2 separate regions of the Ovis aries genome follow, and region 2 is linked to region 1. The links are chromatin contacts, called in public Hi-C maps. All regions are on one chromosome and are shown on one strand. The core of a region is the stretch at or near the end of the contact, and the rest is flanking DNA. Distances in the headings are between cores, read along the strand shown.

Evidence for each region. Hi-C and Micro-C count contacts between places; a contact is called where the count stands out from the background.
Region 2: a Hi-C map of muscle shows a contact between it and region 1, with 1.6 times the contacts expected there. The contact joins the promoter of ACTN1 here to the enhancer-like site in region 1. A contact is called at or near these places in 4 of 16 Hi-C or Micro-C datasets (blood, hypothalamus and muscle).

What each region holds. Positions count from the first base shown.
Region 1 is chr7:78,806,268-78,809,019 of ARS-UI_Ramb_v3.0, reverse strand. All of the region lies in intron 1 of ACTN1 (actinin alpha 1), which reads left to right. Among named protein-coding and RNA genes, the nearest start is that of TRNAG-CCC, 8.5 kb to the right of the region's middle. Within about 2 kb of position 1,454, at least 15 of the 54 cell types and tissues checked have an H3K27ac peak or open chromatin away from gene starts, as enhancers often do.
Region 2 is chr7:78,848,761-78,851,460 of ARS-UI_Ramb_v3.0, reverse strand. It overlaps ACTN1 (actinin alpha 1), which reads left to right and starts at 1,340. Exons shown (of 22, transcript XM_027971947.2): 1 at 1,340-1,729. The coding sequence starts at 1,625.

The sequences.
Region 1 (2,752 bases), core at 205-2,704:
TCACCCATTTAAAATGTACAATGTAATTTTTTTTAGCATATTCAGATATGTGCAACCATTACTGCAGTCTCATTTTCATCACCTCCAAAAGAAAGCCACCCCCCTTAGCTGTCACTGACCCCAGCCCGAAGCTACCACTACTCTAGGTCTGCCTCTTGTAGATACAGAGAGCACTTAGTCTGCGTCAGACACTGGGCTAAGCCTTCTGTGTTAGCTCACACGACCCTCTTTTAGAACAGCTGCACGGAATGAACTTTTTTTTTTTGGTCTTTGTCTTACTAATGTGGAGACTGAGGCTCCGCGAGTGCAGGATCTCAGAGCCCGTAGTGACAGAGCCTGCTGATGGCTGGACCGTTGCTGAGGCTCTTTCTTCCTGGGAGAGGCCAGCTGTGGATGGTGGGGGCTGCTGACACTCGTTGGCCTGGAGCTGGAAGGGAAGCCCTTGTTGCTTCACTGGGATCACACACCACCTGACTGAAAATGGCCCTGAAATCTCTCAGCAGCCCCAGGTTCAGCCAGCACCTGAAGGAAGGCCCTGGGCTGTCTTCAGGGGCCTTGGCAGGAAAGGGGCTGGGAGCTCTCCTCTCTCCAACCAGGACACGGTTATTAGGTCACATCACCTTCTAGGATGAGCCATTTGGCCCCCTGTGCCGTGGCCTCGGCCACCCTCCAGTCTTCTGGTGATGTCTCCCTGAATGGGCTGCAGGTGGACATAAGCCAGAAACACGGGCCCCTGCTCCTCCGCCTCCTGTTCTCCTCACCCTGGCCCGAGACTGGTCTTGGGGTTTCCTCATTAGCAGGAGAGAGATTACAGACCTCTTTCTTCCTAACTTGTAGAGCTCTGTGAATGATTAACTTGGATCAAATAGAAAGGGAATGGGAAGCGAGAGCGGCAGGGAGCAGACACTGAAGGGGCTCCTGTCCTGTCCTCACGCCTGGGTGTTCCGCCTCCATGGCCCTCACCTGTCAACAGCCCTGCACATCGTGATGTTCTGTATCCCCATTTGTCAGACAAAGCAACTGAGGCCACGCCCGGTTCATTAAAGCCACACAGCCACTGAGGGACAAAGGCCGGCTGGTTTAACATTTCTTAAAGCGTCTGCTGTGAACAGAGCACCAGACTGTCTTTAAGTACAGGAGATCTAATGTGGTCCTTTTTCACGCCATGCTAGGCTGTCATAGGTCTTGTTAGCCCCATCTTACAGATGGGCATCTTGAGGCTGGGATTGAGAATTTTGTCCAGAGAGACACAGCTAATGAAAGGTGTAGGTGGAGACCCAGCTCAGTCCAGTTACAGAGCTGAGCTCCGTTGAGAACCTCCAGCCACCTGCCTCTGAATTTCCGGTTCCCCAGCATTCACCTGACTTGGGGGGAAAGCGGGTGGGGAGGTGCTCTCTCAGAGCAGAGGAAACCACCCCACGGTTCAGCACCACTCCCAGGTGGGTGGAGAGCAAACAGAGCTGGGTGGAGATGTTCTTGGGGACTCTGCTTTTCATCTGTGAGTGAAGCAGCTGACAGCTTGCTTTGAAAGGCTGGAGGCCAGCCCTTGATAAGTTAACCAGATACTCCTGTTTACGTTACCAGAACCCTGGGCATTGAGATCACCGCTGGCAGGACTTTGCTCGGACAGCCCACCCAGTGCCCATGCCCTGGCCAGACTGGCCGTGTGTGGGGGTCAGAGGGAGTGAGAACTCCCTGGCTGGTCCCTAGTGACCTCCCCCAGGGCCAGCAGATGCTGCAGAGACCTCCGCCCTGAGTTCTCAAGGTGCCCTGGCCTGGTGCTTGAACGTGGCGGCCAGGAGTGGCAGAGGAGGAGGGCTCTGCCAGGCAGCCCTGGCAAGGCCCCCGCCCAGAGGGGTGCAGCAGGTTGGGAGGCTGCTGAACTGATATCTCAGGTGATGAGCCCTAGAGCCTGGACCAGGGTCCTGGTGCCCACCTCCAGGGAGGAGAAAACCATTCGATGAGAAGTCAGCTTGTATGGGAAGTTCTGCACCACCTTCAAGAGGTTTAGAAGCTTGTTTGGGCTTTTCTGGGCTGCTGGGCCAGGGGTTTTTCCTCTTAATTTCCTGACAGTTTGCTGTCTGACTGTTGAGGTGGACATGTGGGTATGATTGCTGCTTTATCTTCATGTCCTGGTCCCTAATTATGACTTTCCCTATAATATTTTACACTGATAAGGCACATTAGAGTTTTTCACAACCCTTTCTCTATATTTTATTCTTACTAATTCTTGTAAATAGGTGGGACAATTTTTCCTTTATCAATTCTTTTTTTATTTGGAAGTGTGTGTTTTCTCTCTGATCATTCAGGAACACTGACCCCACTCCACTGCCATTCCTAGTCCTCCTAGAGAAACCGGAAGTTCCTTCTGTCCCATCCCAGAGGTCTGATTTACCAGATAAATGTACACACTTCCAGGCAGGCTTTTCGTATATTTGCATAGTTATAAAAAAACAGACAGATGACTGCACATGGTATAAAATTCAGAAGAAACAAAAGAGTATTCTGTGAAAAGCAAACGCCACGCCCTCCCCTGTCAGGAGCCTCCTGCCTCCCTTCCCTGGAGGCAGCTGCTGGGCCAGGCCCTTGTGTGTCCTTCCAGGGATATTCTGGCATGAAGCTTTTAGGGACTACCCAGTGAAATAATAACAGGTGTCTTGTTGTGAGGGGTAGGCCGAAACGCTGATCATGCATTGAGTCACTGAGATGAAACTGCCCCCATGGACTTGACTGTATTGGCCTCTCTGACAAG
Region 2 (2,700 bases), core at 91-2,590, 43 kb before region 1:
TTACGACAGCAGCAGCTGGCTCTCCTGGGAGTCACCGGCACTTTTTTCCACTTTCCCATCTGTTGGCCTTTCAGGTAACCTAATTCATGGCCCTTTCTAACTCCTTCAGTCACCTCTAAACTGACAGTTGTTTTCACAGTAAACCCAGCCATCCTTCAGGGGCATACATGGATTAAGCACTACTCTGTGCAGACGCTACTGGAGGCCTCTGGCTCCTGTTCTTGAGTCCCGGAGGTCTCAGAGGAGCCCAACAGGGTGTGAGCCCACTGGGGAGATCCGCCTCTTACTAGGACAGGCGTAGAGCAGGCAGGCTCCGCGAGCTTAAAGGTGTTTCTTCGGTCTTGCCCTCCTTCCTCGAATAACAATAAGGCTTTGTTTGTCAGGCACAAGGTTACAGGGTTGGCTTGTGGAGCTCTGAGAACCCGATAAGTCCCCCTTTTAAGCTCATCTTTGGGAAATTCAGTTTCTCCGTCGGGTCAGGGGTGTGTGTTGAGGGGGCGTGGAGTGGGTAGATCGCTCAGAGCTATCAGGGTGCTGCCCAGGTGTGTATAAGGATAGCTCGGCCCTGCCAGCCCGCGGGGAACCAGCAGCGGAACCCGGGAAGCTGGGCAACTTAGACCCTGAGCCCAAGGGAGGGCGGCAAAGGAACCCGCGGCGAGGCGGGAAAGCTGTGCGGCTTCGGAGCGCCGAGGGCTGGCCAGAAACCTGGCTCCGGCAGGGCAGGGGTCCGCAGGGTCGCGCCGCGCGGGGCGGGGCCGGGGCGGAATCAGGAAATTCCCAGGAAATTCCTTTCCATCCCGGCACTCCCCGCCCCCCTTCCCCGGGTGCCGACGTCTCCGGACCCTGGGAAACAGAAAATGAAATGCTTTTCGGGTTTCCTTGCGTCGGTCCCCCAGCCTCTGGCAGTTGTGGGCTTTGGAGCGCGTGGGAGCGCAGGACGCCGCAGCGACGGAGTACCGGGCCTTCCTGCGGGCTGGGAGCGTGTCCAATGCCCCGGCGGTTCCTCCTGGGGCTCCCGAGCGGCGGCCGCTCGGTCCCCGAGCTCGGGGAGGCGTCCCCCGGCTTCGGTCCCGTTCAGCTTAAGCTGGTGTCACATGAGCCGCGCGGGGGAGTGGGAACCAGGGGAGTAGGCGGGGGCGTGCGCGCCGGGAGGGGCCGCCCAGTCCACCTATATGCGCCGCGGCCCGGCTGACGGATGCCAGGAATTCCCAATGAGAGGCGAAGGGGGGAAGTTTGGGCAACTCGGCCTGGCCAATGGAGAGCCTCCGGAGGGGCAGAGCCCCTGCCCCTCGCCCCCGCCCGCCTCTGAGCCCGCAGCGCTAGTGTGTCCGCCTCGCTCAGTGTGCGTGGAGATTAGGTCTGAGCGCCGGCGCGAGGTAGGCAGTCCGCGAGCTCCAGCCGCTGCCGCCGCCGCCTCCAGCAGCCCGCCTTCGCCCGCAGCGCCGCGGCGGAACCGGGCGCAGGGGAGCTAGCCCGGCCCCGCCAGCCCAGCCCAGCCCAGCCCTAGCCCCAGCCCAGATCGTCCCGACTCCCTCCCCACACCGGGGCAGCAAGCCGCAGCCGCCGCCGCCCGAAGAGAAGGTGGAGGAAGAAACCAGCCCCTAGCACGCGCGCATCATCCATCATGGACCATTATGATTCCCAGCAAACCAATGACTACATGCAGCCCGAAGAGGACTGGGATCGAGACCTGCTCCTGGACCCAGCGTGGGAGAAGCAGCAGAGAAAGGTTAGCGACCTCCCCGGCCCGTCGCACCCCCTCGCCCGGGGCAGCTCGGCTCGCGGGGCTCTGGGGTTCTGGGCGCGCACGAGCGGGGGCGGGGGATGCGCGGCCGCAGCGAGGTGGGGTGTTGGGTTACAGGCGCGGGGCGGAAGGGGGAGCGCCCCGGCCCCAGAGCCCGCGAACGCCGAGGCTGAGCGCTGGGAGGTGGGGCCGCCCGCGGGCAGGTCGCCTTGGGGCGGGCTACCCAGGCCGCCCGGCTGCAGTCGCTGCGGCCCCGCGAGGGCAAGGCGCGGGGGCGGTGCTCCGGAGGCTGGGGCTGAGCCCCGGGCTCGGTGGCAGTTAGCTCCGGATCGATTTTCCCTTTCCTTCCCCGCCCCTTGACCGCCTTTCCATATGGCGTGCGGTGGCAGCGCGCTTCCTGGGTCGCCTTGGTACCTGAAGGGGACAAGCTGCCTGGGGTCCTCCCAGCCTCAACCCGCCGGCCGAAGGGGCAGCGGGCATGGTGGGATTGGCACCCCCCCTCCGGGTCTGTGTGGAGGTGGACCTGCCGGAGTGGGGTTAGGGCCGAGAGAACCCGGGGTCAAAGCGGGCTCCCCAACGGGCCCTGTGGAGGCGGGGTCAGGGCGGCAAACCGTTTTATTGCTTAACTCCGTGCTTGGTAACTGCGAACCGAGATGAGCTTGCGTCTGCGTCCTGCCTCTCCGATCCCCGCTCATTCCTGGCAGATGGCAAATTTGGGCAACTTGATCTGAGTTGAGGGGCTCGGTAGGGCAAGGCATTGTCTCTGGGGATATTTGGGGTCAGTCCTTGGGGTTCCATGCTTAGCCACCGAGGCGCGTCCCAGGCCGCGTGCCGGGTGCGCGCTCTCCCACGGGCGCTGGGCTCAAAGCTGGCGAGGGGACCCGGGCACAGTGGCCGGTGGCAGGAAGAGGTCGGAAACCACTCTTGTTGGGGGGAGGGAGCCCCAACCGTGCCTT